3 separate regions of the Mus musculus genome follow, and all the other regions are linked to region 1. The links are chromatin contacts, called in public Hi-C and Micro-C maps. All regions are on one chromosome and are shown on one strand. Each heading gives the region's core, a stretch centred on a gene start, on an enhancer-like site or on the middle of the called end of the contact. The rest is flanking DNA. Distances are from core to core; before and after follow the strand shown. Region 1 overlaps Bnc2 (basonuclin 2). Region 2 has its middle 38 kb from the start of Gm11415. Region 3 overlaps Ccdc171 (coiled-coil domain containing 171).

Region 1 (2,700 bases), core at 129-2,628:
CATCTGCTCACCAGAGATAGGACAGAGTAAACTTTTTGACTAGTATAAAACCTAGCACTTCTCTGAGAAATGATTAAAAGATATATAAGCAATGTATAATAGCGTTTTTGGAATTCATTTGCAAGAGCACTCAATACAATTTTTTCTTCCAGTAGTCTTTTACTGCTTTCAGTTTGTGAGAACAAACCCAGTTCCAGTCATAGGATTTGTAGTTAAAATGGAAATGATGTGTGTTTTCTCTCCTGATTCCTAACCCTCCAAAAATAATTTGAACATCTCTAACAATTTTAAAGATTCACATATAGCATTTCTTGGTTGTCACGTATCTAAACTGTGTGCTGTGGCCAGGTTGTTCTTTGTAGTTCCTGCAATATGTTTTTATTCTAAAGCTTCTCCTCAAAACTAGACGTCCCTTCTACATAGGATGAATAGTCTTGTTTAATCAGAGCTAAGAGTAAAGCAGTTGATAGTTAATGGCCTTTGAAAAGGGCTTTCATTGAGAGGCAGCATCCATTTCTAGGTTTCCCTCTCTATTTTCCCCTTCTTCCTTTTTTAATATTTCCTTCTTATAGTTGGTGTATTTGGGTAATCACAGCTTACTTAAAAAGGATTAACTTGACCAGACTCACCCTTATGGTAAAATAGGTGTTTATATTTGGTGGCAAATAGTTTTTAGCTTGTTGAATTTGCATGCTGCCACCTCCGTTGTAGATCCTCTAGCTTGAGAGATGGTGTGCTTTGTTTGGAAATGTTAATGATAGGTACATACTGAAATTAAAATGTAATCCTTGACATTCATCTTAATACTGTAACACACAAGTAGGAATATTTGGATAATTGTCATAGCAGTATTGAATTAGAAATTGTAGTAACGAGGTGAGTACCTGTGTGTCAGCCTTTGCTTCCAACTTGGTGTTAACATGCAGACTTCACTTAACAGCTCTGTGTACTGTATAATGAACTGGGAATGTAGTAGGCCTTGTATGTATGATACCCTGTGTGTGTTTTATTGTAATTAAGTATGTACAAATAGATCCTCAGATGTGTATACACATGTATAAACTCAGTCACCAACTTAAAACTAATTTCCAACATATAGCACTTAAAATGAATGTAAGCACAGTTGGAGATCATTTTGAAATTATTTTTTCAATATTTCTGTTATCTGTAACCAAGTAGCTTTATAGAGGTTGATTACTATAACAGGACAGACTTAGGCTTCCAACACAACATAGCTTCCTACACCTATGTCAGGGATAAGAGCCATGACAATTCTTCCCTTATTAATTACATGCTGAGCAGGGCATGTCTGGGAAGTTGGGACAAAAGTGAATGGGTCACAGCCAAGGCAGGATTGCAAGGATTCCAGTGATAGTGAAAGCATTCAAGTTTGCCAGGTCGCTGTGACACGGGAGCTGATTCCAAAGGAACAGCCCGTTACAGATAGTGAGATGGCGTCACAGACTTCAGTGAAAAACAAAACCCTAGGGTTTCTTCTTTCCCAACTTCTACATTGCACACACTTATTTAAAGGGAGACGCAGTGGGCCTTGCTCTGGTCAGTCTTCACTTAGCACGTGTAGGTAATGCCTGTCTGTGGCTAACTTGGTCATGAGGACTAGAATATATATAAAAAAAAAGTATAAGGAGAGGAAATTGGAACTTGCCTTTACCCTGTATTCATAAGTCAACTACAGGGGTGAAATTGTTTTAGGCGGAGACTGCTTTCCCCCAGAGTGTATAGAGAGAGCTCTGTGCAGTAAGGAAAACTGAATCGGTGAGTCGTGGGAGACCTTTTTCAGTGAAAGTCATTTTCTCTAGGACTCACTGTTCGTTGTTGTTGAAAGAACATGGAATATAATGGTCCCAGGAGTTCCTTCCTTTGGAAGGGTTAGCATCTACTGTGATGTGTGTGGAGGCATGAGTTCTGCTCCATGTGCCTTTCATGACACATGTTTGCTGATCACTAACTAGGCTTTGGCCAGAAGAGTGTTTGGGGTTGTGGGGAATGATTGATGTCGCGCACATCTGCCAAAGCTGATGCCACTCTTATTTCCAGGGGAGCAGCTGGTGTCCACATTTTGCGAGGTTCCCCTCATCCTCTGAAGCACCTGGGATTAGAGGCAAAGGGGAGTCAAATACCCTCTCGAGGAACTTTGACTTCTCATAAGCTTAAGAGAAATAAAGGAAAAGGGGCAGAGTGGGAGCAGCAGCCTTTAGGTCCTGTTGTGGAAACAAGATAAGCAGCAGGAGAATCCTGGAAGACAAGCTGGTCAAGATGCAGAGGAGGTAGGAGGAAAATCGTCCTGGGGAGAAGAAAGCATGTGCTATGACATCACTAAGATCATGTTGGAGCTGTGGCTGGGGCCACATCCCCCCCCCCCCCCAGCCTGACCTGTACCGCATCTCCCTCCCTGGGCTTAAAAGGAAGTTTAGAGAATAGGAAAAAAAATAAAAGTATTGATTCTTTTTTTTTTTTTTTTCATACCTTCCCTGTAGGAAACCTCACAGACTTCACAGTGTACACTCCACCCTCCGGTGAAACATTTATGACTGGACTGGACTTGGGCGAGGGCAGAGTGCAGTGTTCTCTCGATGGGGCACAGCATTTTGTGCCATGGGGTTCGGGCATGAGAGAGTGTTGTCTCCTTCTGCAGTCAGAGCCCTCCTTAGTGGGAGCACTGCGGGCAAACAATGCCTT
Region 2 (2,700 bases), core at 186-2,685, 610 kb after region 1:
GTTCCTCAGAAAACTGGACATAGTACTACCGGAGGATCCAGCAATACCTCTCCTGGGCATATATCCAGAAGATGCCCCAACAGGTAAGAAGGACACATGCTCCACTATGTTCATAGCAGCCTTATTTATAATAGCCAGAAGCTGGAAAGAACCTAGATGCCCCTCAACAGAGGAATGGATACAGAAAATGTGGTACATCTACACAATGGAGTACTACTCAGCTATTAAAAAGAATGAATTTATGAAATTCCTAGCCAAATGGATGGACCTGGAGGGCATCATCCTGAGTGAGGTAACACATTCACAAAGAAACTCACACAATATGTATTCACTGATAAGTGGATATTAGCCCCAAACCTAGGATACCCAAGATATAAGATATAATTTGCTAAACACATGAAACTCAAGGAGAATGAAGACTGAAGTGTGGACACTATGCCCCTCCTTAGATTTGGGAACAAAACACCCATGGAAGGAGTTACAGAGACGGAGTTTGGAGCTGAGATGAAAGGATGGACCATGTAGAGACTGCCATAGCCAGGGATCCACCCCATAATCAGCATCCAAACGCTGACACCATTGCATACACTAGCAAGATTTTATTGAAAGGACGCAGATGTAGCTGTCTCTTGTGAGACTATGCCGGGGCCCAGCAAACACAGAAGTGGATGCTCACAGTCAGCTAATGGATGGATCATAGGGCTCCCAATGGAGGTGCTAGAGAAAGTAGCCAAGGAGCTAAAGGGATCTGCAACCCTATAGGTGGAACAACATTATGAGCTAACCAGTACCCCGGAGCTCTTGACTCTAGCTGCATATATATCAAAAGATGGCCTAGTCGGCCATCACTGGAAAGAGAGGCCCATTGGACTTGCAAACTTTATATGCCCCAGTACAGGGGAATACCAGGGCCAAAAAGGGGGAGTGGGTGGGCAGGGGAGTGGGGGTGGGTGGATATGGGGGACTTTTGGTATAGCATTGGAAATGTAAATGAGTTAAATACCTAATAAAAAATGGAAAAAAAAAAAAAAAACTGCGACACTTTGATTTGACCCACCGACGCTTGCACAGAAAAAATATCCTCATGCAGAAGGCAGCAGTGGGATTAGAGAAGCTCATCCCAGGCAAATATTGTTGGTGGCTAAAAAGGCAAGAGTCTTTCTTTTCCTCAGTCTCAACAGAAACTGCTGCTCCAGGGTGTGTTTAGGGTACAGAAGTAGAGGGAGGCTTGTTAATTTTAAAGCCACATAGCATGTTTGGCTAAGACTGTGACTCCATTTGTGTATTTCAACCACGTAAAATACACCCTGGGATTTTGGACTGAGAAAAATAACCATATAAGGAGAAAACACGGCATTCCCTATAGCCGCTCTTGTAAAACACTCCATGATTTAACCCTCTGCTCGGACAGATCCAAGCTCCTGCACTTCACAACTGCAAACAATCAGATCCTTGGGAGGAACACTGCCTGTGACCTGCATCACTGGGCACAAAGATCACAAACAACCCCTGACAGGTCACATTCAGGGCAGCTTGACCGCCCGAAGCCCCGCAGACACTGGCTCTCTCAGCCACGGGCCATTCTGAAACAGGCACCAAGACAACTCGGAGGCCTCGTTAATTCTCTCCTTTAAGAACACAGGATTTGGGGTCTGTCTCCATCTTCTAGGTGACAGGTCATCAATCTACAGAATTCCTCCACGAGGGAGGTGCAGGAGGAGGAAAGGGGACTCCAGGAACAGCAGCCAAAGGCAGAATTGGGCCAACTGCTGGCTACCTCCAGCTCTGTACCCATGGTCTGCACGGACTGTGTGTGCCAACAGGGGTTCTGGGCTATGCAGAGGAAGGGTTGCAGAGCAAAGAGCTCACGGCTGCCTCTCGGGCCTGCTCTCTTTATCTTGGTTGTTACTCCCAACACTTCTGCTATACAATTCTCTTGATGGTGAGATGTTGAGGTTTCAAGAGGTTCTCAGAGGTACAAAGAGGTTTTGAGAGGGTCCAGTGTCCCTCACATGTATCAAATGACCTATGATTGGGAAAATATGGCAGATACCGCCCATTTCCTTCTGTCATCTAGTCTAATCTTTCTGATGGTAAAACGACTCTCTCACACACCCTCAGAAGTACATGCACACCCAAGAAGGAAGAAAATGGTGTCCAGCTGGAAATAGTACTTCCCAGTTCCCATGCTGCTCAGTGCCAGAGTGGCCAAGTGACCAATTTCCAAGCAGCGAAAGTGATGTGTGCACATTCTAGGTCAGATGTTATAAAAGAAAGTAGCCGTTTGTCCTTCCCTTGCACAGGCTGGATACAGATGTGAAAAGCACCCTCAGATAAGCACTCTGGGCTGATGGAGCAAAATGGAAGAAAGTCTGCTGGCTTTATGGAGCAGTGCCACCTACCTGCCAGGTGCCGCAGGCCTGCCAGGAAATGCTCTCCACAGAGGAATAAACAATCTCATCTCCAAGGTGGCATTTCTCAGTGTCTTCAGGACAGCAGTTTAGCCTGTGTCCTAACTAATGCATGTGACTTTCTGCTGTCTCAGCTAGGCACCAAATCTTAAGGCCGTGCTAGCTCACACTAATTTAAAAAGCAGAAGAGGGAAAAAAATCGTAGCTGAGTTACCTAAGAGTCAGCAGTATTCCCAGGCTCAGATCTCCCCTCCCTGAGTCCTGGATGGGTAAGAGTGAAGGTCACAGA
Region 3 (2,700 bases), core at 65-2,564, 880 kb after region 1:
AAACCATAAATCTCTTTACCTTTAATATAAGGACATATACTCTCCATATGACATTCTAAATACTAATACTGATAAAAATAAAAAATCCGAACAATAAGACCTAAATTTCTACTAAACTCTGCTATCAAACAGTCCATTAGAAACTCAGGTTCAACGAATACTGGGAAACTCAAATTTTGCAACTCTATAGCCAAAACTAACACAGAAAATAAAATCAACTATTTTCCTGAGCCTTAGCCAACTGTGGTCTCAACCCATTAAGCAGCTAGGATGTACTACAAACAATGGCTCCACCCAGAAAAGAAACTGCCACTCCCAGCACACGTGCTTGCGTGACATGTGCTCAATACTCATCTAAGGCAGGACAGTCAGTCGCTAAGCGCTTTAGTCTGTAATATCATAATCTCATCAGGGAGACCAAGGCTTCCTTTAACACTTGATCAACAAAAAACGTAAAAAAAAATTTTTTTTGAATGCTCAAAAATACTTTGAAAATGGAAGCTTTATTTTCTGGTATCTCTAAAATAATCCCTTCATAATATATTTGTCTCTTAGCAAAGGGGAAAAAGTTACCATGAACTGCAATACCTTTGTATTTTTAATGTGAGTCTCAATCTTTTGTTTGGTGGAATCGAGTTCGTTGGATGTCTTTTCCTTGGCATCATTTATGTTGTTTAGCTGATGAAAGAAAAATAGCTTTTTGACATTTCTTCAAGAAGGAGTGACCCAAAAGCTAATGTCCAAATGCTTGCTATGCGATTACTTAGGCATAACTATTTCAACAGTGGTTGAGTCTACAACACTTCTGTTCTGGTTAAAGGCTGTGCAGTTTCTGTCACATGCTCACCTGGCTGCAAAGAGAGCATTCAGCCTTAAAACGCCAGGGATGTTCCTACTCTGCCCGCTATCTAGATAAAAGAATTGCGTTCTTACTGTAAACATAGCTTTATTCTTAAAATCCTACTGGACCGAATGCCAGAAGCTGTGGCAACTATAAGGGAAGACGCGAGAACAGTTAGGGGGAACAGTGCGGGGGAGGGGGGCTGCTGCTTTACATCAAGAGGGTATTCACTGGTCCCTCACTCCGCATGACAGCTTCGGGGTCAGTCACAGGCAGTCCTACTGGGAAGGCTGTGGCAGGTCATCAGTTGGTCCCGCTCCGCCTGTGATTTATTTTCTTTGACAGTTCATTCTTCTTTCTGTCAGGCTGCTCTTCTTGCTTTCTTTGCGGCCACCCCCTTGGTCTCCCCACTGCTGTCTCTGGCACTGGTTCACAACAAAGCACATTACTAAGCCAAAGCCTGCTGAGTCGACTTTTCAACTGTGCTGAGGATCATGTGACATTCATCCTCCCAAATAACAATTCGCTGTGGGTCCTGCTCCTAGTTACTCCGCAGCGGCCAGGCCTAGGCCTCAGAAGAACTTCAAAACTACTAACAATCCAGGTTCTCTCGTCTCTCCAGGAAGACTTACAAATGTCTGTTCTTCAAAGAATTTAGTTATTTTAATGCTCACTTTTCTCTTGTGAACAATTACAGAAGGTGTTTTAGAAAACAGACTAATTCTTTTTTGCCCCCCCCCCCTGCATACCTAAAATAAAATAAGCCTCTGCCAATGGAGTACACAAGTGAATCTGCAGGTTTTGAGTTACATAAAGCAAAGAGATTAACTCTAAGCTATGGGGCTTGTCGATGGCTATACAAAGATCTGTTGTTTTGCTAACTAATGTAGTTACTACCTATGCTAATTTGACAAGAAGTATCTAGACAAACTCTTCAATTTTTAAAGCATAAATTCATAAAATATTTTAATACCCAAGAAAATTACTGACTCACATATTAAACAATACAAATGAGATGACAACCAGAAGCCTGAGCTTTTTAATCTGCAAATTAACAGCTTTCAGTCTACATCAAACAGATATTTGTTTTTAAAAACTTCTAACAACACTAAACTCCCTTTGGAGCACGAAAATTAATTTCCGTTTTTTATTAAGATTTCTGTGGTTTAGAAACTGTTAAACTCTTAATGAAACCTAAATTCTTCAACCACCCACAGATCATAAACATGCTGACATTTAAATGGAGAACGTTTCACTTAAATTCTCTGCACAGATAAGTTACTCAGGCCAAGTGACAGGAACCTTTCATTGTGTGTCTACAGAATTACAAAATGGGAGTGAGACACTACTTTAGGCCACACTTGAAGAAAGAACAGTGACAAGGGTTTATTATTTCTGTATCTGTGAAGCTGTCAATTCAACATCCCCAATCTTTTTGACCTTTGTAACAAGCAAGGGCTGCATACTGGTACTGCCTGAAGGCCGTGTGTGGAGCCAAACAGTCCACGTGTTACCTCATTAGATGCATCTTCCAGCTTGTTCTGGTAATCTGTCAAGGTCCGCCTCAAAGTCTCAAGGACGACGGAGAAGCTGGGAGGCTTATCTTTGTCCTTGTGGACGCCTGGAGAAAAGCATGGGATGAAAACACACCCTTAAAGTCACACAGGCTCAGAAGCTAAGCAAACAGTAACAGAGACATTACAATTAGTAAGAAAGCCAGAAAGACATGAAACATGAACAGAAATGTATTCTCTAGGCACATGGCTGTACAGTCAAGTGCTGATACTGTTTCTAAATAAATGACCCAATTAAAACTCATAATATAGTAAGTTCAAATGTGTTTCTACCCTATCAAGACA

What was found. Hi-C and Micro-C count contacts between places; a contact is called where the count stands out from the background.
Region 2: a Hi-C map of uterus shows a contact between it and region 1, with 6 times the contacts expected there. The contact joins two enhancer-like sites. A contact is called at or near these places in 8 of 484 Hi-C or Micro-C datasets (the C2C12 cell line, adipose-derived mesenchymal stem cells, embryonic fibroblasts and 1 more), 1 of 115 datasets of contacts at active chromatin or transcription factors (embryonic midbrain) and 1 of 9 other capture datasets (embryonic tail).
Region 3: a Micro-C map of granulosa cells shows a contact between it and region 1, with 2.5 times the contacts expected there. The contact joins two enhancer-like sites. A contact is called at or near these places in 1 of 484 Hi-C or Micro-C datasets (granulosa cells) and 1 of 9 other capture datasets (embryonic tail).

The regions. Positions count from the first base shown.
Region 1 is chr4:84,539,474-84,542,173 of GRCm38.p6, reverse strand. All of the region lies in intron 3 of Bnc2 (basonuclin 2), which reads left to right. Among named protein-coding and RNA genes, the nearest start is that of Bnc2, 130 kb to the left of the region's middle. Within about 2 kb of position 1,378, at least 19 of the 459 cell types and tissues checked have an H3K27ac peak or open chromatin away from gene starts, as enhancers often do. A contact at or near this core is called in granulosa cells and uterus, where this site is marked.
Region 2 is chr4:83,925,331-83,928,030 of GRCm38.p6, reverse strand. No RefSeq gene overlaps it. Among named protein-coding and RNA genes, the nearest start is that of Gm11415, 38 kb to the right of the region's middle. Within about 2 kb of position 1,435, at least 15 of the 459 cell types and tissues checked have an H3K27ac peak or open chromatin away from gene starts, as enhancers often do. A contact at or near this core is called in uterus, where this site is marked.
Region 3 is chr4:83,655,290-83,657,989 of GRCm38.p6, reverse strand. It overlaps Ccdc171 (coiled-coil domain containing 171), which reads right to left. Exons shown (of 26, transcript NM_001355378.1): 12 at 2,356-2,462; 13 at 589-678. Among named protein-coding and RNA genes, the nearest start is that of Gm25899, 130 kb to the right of the region's middle. Within about 2 kb of position 1,314, at least 65 of the 459 cell types and tissues checked have an H3K27ac peak or open chromatin away from gene starts, as enhancers often do. A contact at or near this core is called in granulosa cells, where this site is marked.